Linked DNA regions of Ctenopharyngodon idella: region 1 is linked to region 2. The links are chromatin contacts, called in public Hi-C maps. All regions are on one chromosome and are shown on one strand. Each heading gives the region's core, a stretch centred on a gene start, on an enhancer-like site or on the middle of the called end of the contact. The rest is flanking DNA. Distances are from core to core; before and after follow the strand shown. Region 1 holds the start of wwox (WW domain containing oxidoreductase). Region 2 holds the start of mafb (v-maf avian musculoaponeurotic fibrosarcoma oncogene homolog b (paralog b)).

Region 1 (4,488 bases), core at 788-3,287, 350 kb before region 2:
TCTAATTATAGTATTAAATATTCTAATTTATATTTTTTATATATGTTTTTTGGAATGTGCTTAATTTGAAGATAATGCAAAACATCTGAGCTTTCTTGTTAAATATAATTTAATTTTCCCCTTGTGTGTGTATATTTAAATGTCTTGTCTTGTTCTTCTTGTAGATATTGGATTTGAAGTTCCTGACAAGTTCCTCGTGGGATATGCTTTAGACTACAATGAATATTTCAGGGATTTGAGTGTAAGTGTTTTGTCCCGGTCCTTTCTGATGTAATGTTGTAAATGTGCAATGCATAACCTGGTGTATATTGAGAGTACGATGTCAGTTTTGTGTATTATCTGTTTGTCTGATCACAATGATGTATTGACACCTTCTCTCTATCTCTCTTTATATATTTCAGCATATCTGTATAATAAGTGACAGCGCAAAAGAGAAATATAAAGTATGAAATGACACCGAGTGCTGGACGCACGAAGACAAAGATCACTGTGAACCTTTCTTTTGCTTGTAAATTTATTTTTGTACATGCCATCTGAAATGAATAATGAACTCATGAAACATGGATTCCCAAAGATAAATAATCACACTTCTAGTGCTGCGGCGAAGGACGAATGTGACAAATGTTTTTTGTTTAGAATAGTTAATAGTTAATCTCATTTTAATTGTCATTACTGCTGATGATAATGGGACTTGCCATACACTTTTTGATTGTTTGAACGGAGGCCTTAGATGAACTGATTTTATGTTCACGCAAGTCCATTTGGCTAATAGAAGTTTGGCTTTAGAGCTCAGAGGTTATGAAGTTACTCATTGTCAGCTAGTTATTGTTATTTATTATATATTCTCTAGATATTGACTCCAGAATATACACGCATTGAGAATTGATGTGCAGCTGTCATTAGGAATTTTTGTTTTTGATCACCACAATGAAATAACACTGACAATAGTATTATTATTATTATTATTATTATTGTCCTGGTTATTTTTTTTTTATAAGCATGTTGATGTGAAAACAGTCCAATGAGCTGAGGTGTATGACTGTGTAAGTAATATTTACCTGTTTACTGCCACCAAAACTCTGGAAGAGCTGTTATGAAAGACGTAAGTTACTCAAATGAAACTAAGCAATAAAGTAATGTACAAAGGTCTATGCATTTTTTTTTTTTTTTAACTTTCATAATATCAACATTGGTTTAAATAAAGCGTGTGGTCATTATGGTGGGAAATATCTGAAATGTGAGCTAAATGTCATGTTGTTTCACAGTTTTAATATCTATAAGTATTGACTAACCATTAGGAGCAAGTCGAAGGCTTGTTCAAATCGTTGGTCGTTAAATATTGTCTGCTAATAATAATACTAATTAAGTTTTGTTCCTGCAGGCGGCGCTCCGGTAGCCGCTCAAAAATCCTTCACTGAGACCCATTCAAATACCAAAACGGCTTTTATCTTATTAACATTTATTTGCAGGCTGAGTCATTTTGTTTAAATCTATTCGTACATGAGATAGAAAAGGAAATGTCTATAACAAGAAGAAGAAGAAACAAAACCGTTGGCTGTAATCGCAAAAGATTGGTTGGTCCATCCCGAACAGCGATGAAAAACGAAACAGGTACCACGTGACACGTGACGTCCTATGTTTGTGCTTTTTTTTTTCTTTTTCTGAAGACCGTTGAGGAAGAGATACATCACAATCTTTGAAAAGGCCAATATACATGTCTAAAAGGCCACACATGTTGAGTTGATGTGAAATTTTAGAATAATTGAATAATCTTTAAATTATTATTATTATTATTATTTAAAATACAAGTTTACTACATTTCCATTTGTGTATCTGGTAAGTTTGTCAGAAAAAAAGGCAAAAATATTGATTTTCTTTTGCAAACATGAATCATAAAGGCAAAGCATTATGTTACACTTGAAAAATGACACGAATAAACTTTAATATAAGTCACAAGTATTCAAATAATGTTTTTATTTAGAGCCATCGCAGCTGACCAATTAGACACGCTCAGGTCGCTAAGCCCCGCCCATTTGCTTGTCGTAATGCTATTATTGCGGAAGTGGTCCAGCAGGATTACAGCAACGTGAATTTGCTGTTAGCGAAATTTCACTGAGAAGTTGAAAGAGTTATATTATTTTAAAACCATCATTCCGCGATGGCAGCTCTTAAATACGCTGGAATGGACGATACAGACAGTGAAGATGAGCTTCCTCCCGGCTGGGAAGAGAGATCCACAACAGACGGATGGGTTTATTATGCCAAGTGAGTGTTTGACACACAAAACACCCACGTTTGAGATGAGCATGTGTGTTTACACTGTTCATTAATGCTAGTAATACAAGAGATAGGAGTGTATAGCAACCCAAGAGTATCTGTGATGTGATTTATAGAATAATTGACAGATGACATTGTAAATCAAGTGTCATAATTCGTTTCAGCCATGAGGAAATGAAGACCCAGTGGGAGCATCCCAAAACTGGGAAGAAGAAGCGCTGTGCTGGAGGTATGAGGATGGGTTTAACAATAACAGATCATCACAGCTCTATTGAAATATCTCAACGTGATTAATACACTTTATTGAAGTGTGTAGAGCTTTTACAAGAGATTTTTGATATGCAATGATGACAAATCAATAAATGATTAAGTAAGCAACAGATTTTATTTTTATTTTATTCTTCAGATTTGCCATATGGATGGGAGCAAGAGACCGATGATAAAGGCCAAATCATCTATGTTGAGTGAGTTGAATCAGTCAACGAAACATATTCTGCTGCAATGAATCATATAATATATTATAGTTTCCCTTAAATCAGAATTGGAGTTTGTCTGTGTCTCTTAGCTTTTAGGCTAGTTAATAATAAATAAAGTGGTAACACTTTACAGTAAGATTTCATTAGTTAATGTTAGTTAATGCATTAACTAACATTTTTTGATACAGTATTTATTTATCTTTGTTAATGCTAGTTAATAAAAATACAACTGTTCATGTTAGCTCAATTCAGTAAATAATATTAGCACAGCAGACAACGTTTGATTTTAATAATGTATTAGTAAATGTTGAAATGAGCATAACTGAGATTAATACATGCTTTAGAAATTTTGTTCATTGTTAGTTCATGTTTACTAATGTAGTTAACTAATGAAACCTTATTGTAAAGTGTTACAAATTAATTTTAATACACTTGACAAAATACATTTTTAGATATGCACAATAAACATTTTCAATATTTTCTTCCTGATAAATTAAACTTGTACACAAGCAAATACATACAGAGATATTACAATAAGTACTGAAATAAATGAACAGTTCTTAGACATTGTAGAAATAAATAAATAGAAGATTTTATAGAAGTTATTTAAAGGGATATTTCACCCCAAAAATGAAAATTCTGTCATCATTTACTCACCCTCAAGTTGTTTCAAACCTGTATGAATTTCTTTGTTCTGCTGAACACAAAGGAAGATATTTTGAAGAATGTGTTAAACTGAACAGTTTTGGGGCACTATTGACTTCCATAGTAGTTTTTTTTCCTACTATGGAAGTCAATGGTGCCCCAAAGTGGCCTCGTTACAAACTTTCTTCAAAATATCTTCCTTTGTGTTCAGCAGAACAAAGAAATTCATACAGGTTTGAAACAACTTGAGGGTGAGTAAATGATGACAGAAATTTCATTTTTGGGTGAACTATCCCTTTAATAAATTTTATATTTATATATATTTTTTTTGAGTTATATTATCATATTATTTTATATATACAAATATTATGTAGTATATGTTATTTTGTCCGAAAAAACTATGAGCAAAAAGCTAAATCATAATAATATCCGTGCTACTCTGGACAATAATTTACACCTGAATAATAATGACACTAATAAAAATAAATAAGTTAAACTAATAAATAAAACAGAAGAGTCTTTATTTAAATCTATCGCATGGACCAATTAGAGATGTCCGGTCGCTAAGCCCCGCCCATTTCAGAACCTTGTGTCATGGTAAGCGCCACATTTGTCGTATTATAATTTTGTATAATACATTTTCTATTTGATAAAATATATTATATATATGTCTTGTGCTGTTTCATCAGTCACATCAACAAGCGCAGGACGTATTTCGACCCGCGGCAGGCCTTCACCGTGGAGGACATGCAGATGAAGCCCAAGCGCTATGACGGCAACACCACGGCTCTGGAGGTGCTGCACGGGCGCGACCTGTCCGACAGGGTGGTGCTCATCACAGGGGCCAACAGTGGCATCGGTGAGTCCATCAGACTTCACTAAACGCCTGCACCGTCCTCAGTAACCGCTCCACATGATAACTGCCCTTTTAGTTTAACATATACCAGGGGTTCCCAAACACATTCCTGGAGCCTCCCCAACACTGCATGTTTTCCATGTCTCCTTAATCAAACACACCTGATTCAGATCATCAGCTCATTAGTCGAGACTACAAAACCTGAAATGGGTGTGTCAGACAAAGGAGACATGC
Region 2 (4,836 bases), core at 1,862-4,361:
GAATTCGTGAACTTTCCTCAAAACTATTAGACATTAAAAATCAAAAACGCTTATTTCTTTTCCCAATCAGCATGTGATATTAAATACTCTATTCAGCAAGAATGTCACATTTTAGGCGTACTCTAATGAATAACACGAGAACATTTGATTTTACATTTTTAACATTTATTGATGAACTACGATGCTCCAGTTTGTACAGTCAATATTTGTCAATTAATCGATATCAAATAATAAAACATATATGTTAGGATACACTGGTATTATTACGTTTATGAAAGGTTTTATTTGCCACCTGATGCAAGTAAAATGTTTTAAAGCAACGAGCTCCAAAATATTTAAATATTCTATAATGTAATAATTTGAGGCAAATCCTAAAATATGCTAAGTTTTAAGTGCAGTATTTCGAGCGCGTGCCAAGACATACTCTTCATTCTTCATTGATACAAGATTCCTCTCTTTAATGAGAATAATTATAAACACTTTAGTCCATTGAACAGTTTGAAATCGCTCATTTATGTCACATATTTATGTGGAGTGACATATTTGTCAAATTAATCAGTCTTAAGTGTAAGTTACAGTTGTTTCAGTGGGGTTTATGAAATGTCTCTTCATCCGAAACAGGATAATCATACACAGAATCATTCTTCTTGCCAAAAACACACGTTTCATCGCTGAAGGTGTTGTACAAAAATGAAAGGCAATGTTTCATGTAGGATATGAAAAGATGTCTCACACTTTTTTGCTCATAGTCCCAAAAAAGTGGACGAAACCAGACAATGAGAAAATGAATGTAATGTCGGAGCATTTCAGTTCAGTTCGTTCAGGTAAAAGAAACAACAACAAAAAAAAAGGTAAAACATCGTCAGCCAACATGACCAGCATGTGGGGTCGATATCATACACAAATAAATACAATATTGAATGAGTTCTTCACAACAACACAGAATGTGATGTAGTTTCTAATGAACACAATGTCAGTCAAACACTCATTCAGCCAGTGTGTGCTCATGTAACCAGCATGTGTCACTTGAACTTTACAAAAATGTGAACTTAAAAGTTACGCAAGACGAGGCATAGGACAACATGGGAAATATCAAATGAAAGCACGTTCACATATTACAGTTTCAACAGAAAAACAACAAAAAATGGAAAATGTCCTATTGTCCAAAAGCTAAACTCTAAAGCTTGATTTCTTCATTGTTATCCGATTAAATTTACAATGCACTCCGTTATCTAAATTTTGCGAAAAAATAATACGAGTAATAAAAAAAAAGTTAGGCTACTGCCCCGCGCGCGCCCAATCCAACACAGCGAGAATAAAGCGCGTGCGAAACTTTTGCACATCGCTGCTCTATTAAGTGCCGATAAACTCACATGAAAAACTCCGGGGACGACGGGTTGTTGTCGCTGCTGGATCCGTTTTCTCGGAAGCCGCTGCTGATGAGCTTCTCGTATTTTTCTTTGTACGCGTCTCTCTCGCGCACCAGTCTGGAGATCTCCTGCTTGAGGTGGTCCACCTGCTGCATGAGCTGGGTCTTCTCGCCCTCCAGGACGTGCCTCTGCTGGACCCTCTTGTAGCGACACGACTGCGCATAGCCTCTGTTTTTGAGGGTTCTCCTCTTCTGTTTGAGTCGGATGACCTCCTCTTTGCTGACCCCCCGGAGCTGGCGGTTGAGCTCGCGCACGGACATGGTCACCAGCTGCTCGTCCGAGAAGCGATCGTCCAGGTGCATGTGCTGGTGGCCGACGGAGTTGCCGTTGGACTGCACCCCGGGCGTCGGATGGTGGCCGGCCGGGTGGTGGTGGTGATGGTGGTGGTGGTGCGGTGCCCCGTTCTGGGCTGCTGCTGCGGCGATGACCGCGGAGACCACCGCGGCGGCGGATCCCATCTCCTCGCCGGCCATGGCGCCTCCCGGGCCGGCTGCGCTGGTAAACTGCTGCCCTCTAGCATAGCCGTCGAAGCTCTGGAGCTGGTGACTGCTGTTGATCAGCGCCTCCACTGCGTCCTCGGGGCTGAAGCCCAAAGCCTCCGGGTTGAGCTGCTGTTGGTAACCGGTCATCCAGTAAAAATCCTCCAGGTGCGCCTTCTGCTCGCTCCCGGAGCCCGGACTGGGCGCCGAGAAGCTTGGGGAAGGGGGAACCGAGCTGCAAGGCGTGCTCATCGGGGTGGAAGACAGGGATCCCCCGGCGATCAGGCGGCTGCACTGGCTGATGCTGCGATCGGGCTCCACCGGCTCCTTTTTCACTTCAAACTTCATCAGATCGAAGTCATTAACATATTCCATGGCCAGGGGACTGGTGGGCAGGTCGGAGCTGCTCATTGCCAGTTCTGATGCCATCCTTTTGCTGTTGACAGTCCTCCAAAGGGGGTGAAGAGCAGCTGTCAAAGTGGTCGGGTTCGAGACAGCGTGAGCCAGCTTGATTTCTTTATTTAATTCTTCAAAAGCAAAGAAAAGGCTTCGCGAGCGCCGGTTTATTTTTTAAATTGACGCGTTTTCGCCTCTCGCGCACAGACGCAGGAGCGCGCGCGTCTCCAGTTCCCCTCTCTTTGTACGCGAGTGTCGACGCGTTTGAGTCGCGAACATTTAACACTGCATGGCTTCGGGTTTTTTGTTTTTTTTTCTTTTTTCAATAGTTTCGTTGAAACGAAGACCGTAACATGTATGTGATTGGCAATTGGATGCTTGGCTGGGGGAAAAAAAGTACTCCGGGCTTGTTCTAGAGTTTTTAAAGGATCACCGAGCATAGGAGTATAAAAGCAATGCTGAGTTTTATAGCCGCCCTGACGTCAGGTTTGAAATACGAAATTGACTCGGACTCGTAGCCAATAGGCTCGCTGAATCGGAGGGTCAATTTACATACTAGAGAAGAAACAAAAGTTTTCCGAACTGTCAGAACTGACAGAGAGCTTAACGACGACTTTAACTCTTTATGGACATTTGTTTTTCTTTTTTTGGTATGTAAAGCTTCTGTATTTCTTGTATTTTTTTCATATAAGAGTTTAAAATCTAACAGTATGAAATGATGCATGATCAAAACAACATGCTTATATTATTTTATATATCAATACCTACTCTTTAAAAGATAATTTACACTTACTGTAACTATACAAAAACAATGCTATGTTTAAAGGGTAATATTATATATATATATATATATATATATATATATATTCATATTTATATATTCATTATATATATATATATATATATATATATATATATATATATATATATATATAATATATATATATGAATATTATTAATAATATTAAGATTGAAGAGGAAGAATTTCACAACGAATATGTTAATGACAGATGTAACTGAACCAATTAAAATGTCCACATGGTCTCAACAGAGTACGCTTCTTTATGTTGTTTTAATGTGAATATATTCATTTATTAGATGTTTTTTTTTTTTTTTTCGACTGTCCCACAAAACGTGGTCGGGAAGCCCTTACATATGAGCGGACATGCGGTTTCAAAACTCAACAGCGCCGCCTTTCGGCCAAGCTTAACTGCATCTGTCCATTAGGGCAGCGTTTCATCTCCGTGTGTCAGTCACATGTTTAGATTGTTTTAACGGCACTGCAGGCGCTTGGGGAGCAGTTTTATGATGACATATCAATGCATCTCTCCATCGCTTACAACAATGTACATTAAGTGCATAGGTATTTGCCATCAGTGGGATCAAATGATCGTTTATAGAAAAGTAAAATAATAATAATAATAAAAAAACATTATTTAGTAATATAGCCTACTTAGGGTTATTATAGTAAGGGGTGTGTTGATGTACATGTTGATTACTTATGTCTTTTTATTTATTTTCTTTTCGTTTTTCATATGGTCACATTTTCCATTAATGCTCATGTCACAGTGTAGTAATCATATAGTTAAGTACTGTGTAATATTAATGGACAACATATAATTAATGTGTAATTATCTGAGCAGCTTGTAATTACACATTGTTCTTATTATTATTATTATTATTATAGTAATTGCATGTCATATATGTAACAACATGTTAATGTAAAGTATTGCTTGTTATACTTATTTATTTTACAGTTAAATAGGCTGTGTGCTCAATCGCTGTGTGCACGTCTTTCTAAGTGCTCAAAAACGGCTCTCATTGCTGGAGGGTTTCTTAATAAACAGGGATTCTCTCCTAGAGCAGCATTAGCTCATGAGAGCAGACAATAACGAAGGCTATTCTCACAGGAGATATTGAAATGTGCTCCAGCTCTCTGTGGAAAAGCCACACAAACTACAAAGCCGCCAGCGTAAAAATAAAAATAAATACAAGCCCAAAGTCCCAAAAGGAAATAAATATTCTCTTAGTCTCAGTGACTGTTCTTGGGGACCCAAACCTAGAAAATAAACATATTATTTCATTAATTAGATCACCCAACAAAAGCCTTCGGAGGCCATTCAAAAGCGCTGAATAAATATTGAATTTATGTCCCTTCTGACTGTGTAACTGCTCAACAATCAAGAGAAATAAAGACTACCAGATATAAATATTTTTAGAAGATTTTTTTTATTTATCTGATTCTTTAGGGTGATGCTAATGTAGTTTGCATTGCCCTGATGTAACATTACTGTCCAACAATAAAGTTTTCTGTCGTTTTATTTTTTTTAAGAGGTGTATAAATGTATTATATGATCATACATTACATAAACTCAGTATAGAACGTGCAGTTTTTCTAATAGCTATACTGGTTTGTGTTAATACTGTAAATGGTGAGAGATTTGAGCTTCAGTTTGGAGTAGATGTGATCCCCACTGTGCCCTTGAGCGGGACACTCACCTCAGGTCACACCAGGGGACGCTTCCCTGCAA

What was found. Hi-C and Micro-C count contacts between places; a contact is called where the count stands out from the background.
Region 1: a contact with region 2 is called in a Hi-C map of muscle, with 5 times the contacts expected there. The contact joins the promoter of wwox here to the promoter of mafb in region 2. A contact is called at or near these places in 2 of 2 Hi-C or Micro-C datasets (both in muscle).

What each region holds. Positions count from the first base shown.
Region 1 is chr24:26,991,540-26,996,027 of HZGC01, reverse strand. It overlaps wwox (WW domain containing oxidoreductase), which reads left to right and starts at 2,037. Exons shown (of 9, transcript XM_051883600.1): 1 at 2,037-2,265; 2 at 2,442-2,506; 3 at 2,684-2,741; 4 at 4,088-4,257. The coding sequence starts at 2,159. hprt1l (hypoxanthine phosphoribosyltransferase 1, like) reads left to right here. Exons shown (of 9, transcript XM_051883635.1): 8 at 165-241; 9 at 402-1,149. The coding sequence ends at 449.
Region 2 is chr24:26,647,010-26,651,845 of HZGC01, reverse strand. It overlaps mafb (v-maf avian musculoaponeurotic fibrosarcoma oncogene homolog b (paralog b)), which reads right to left and starts at 3,111. Exons shown (of 3, transcript XM_051883607.1): 1 at 1,374-3,111. The coding sequence starts at 2,338.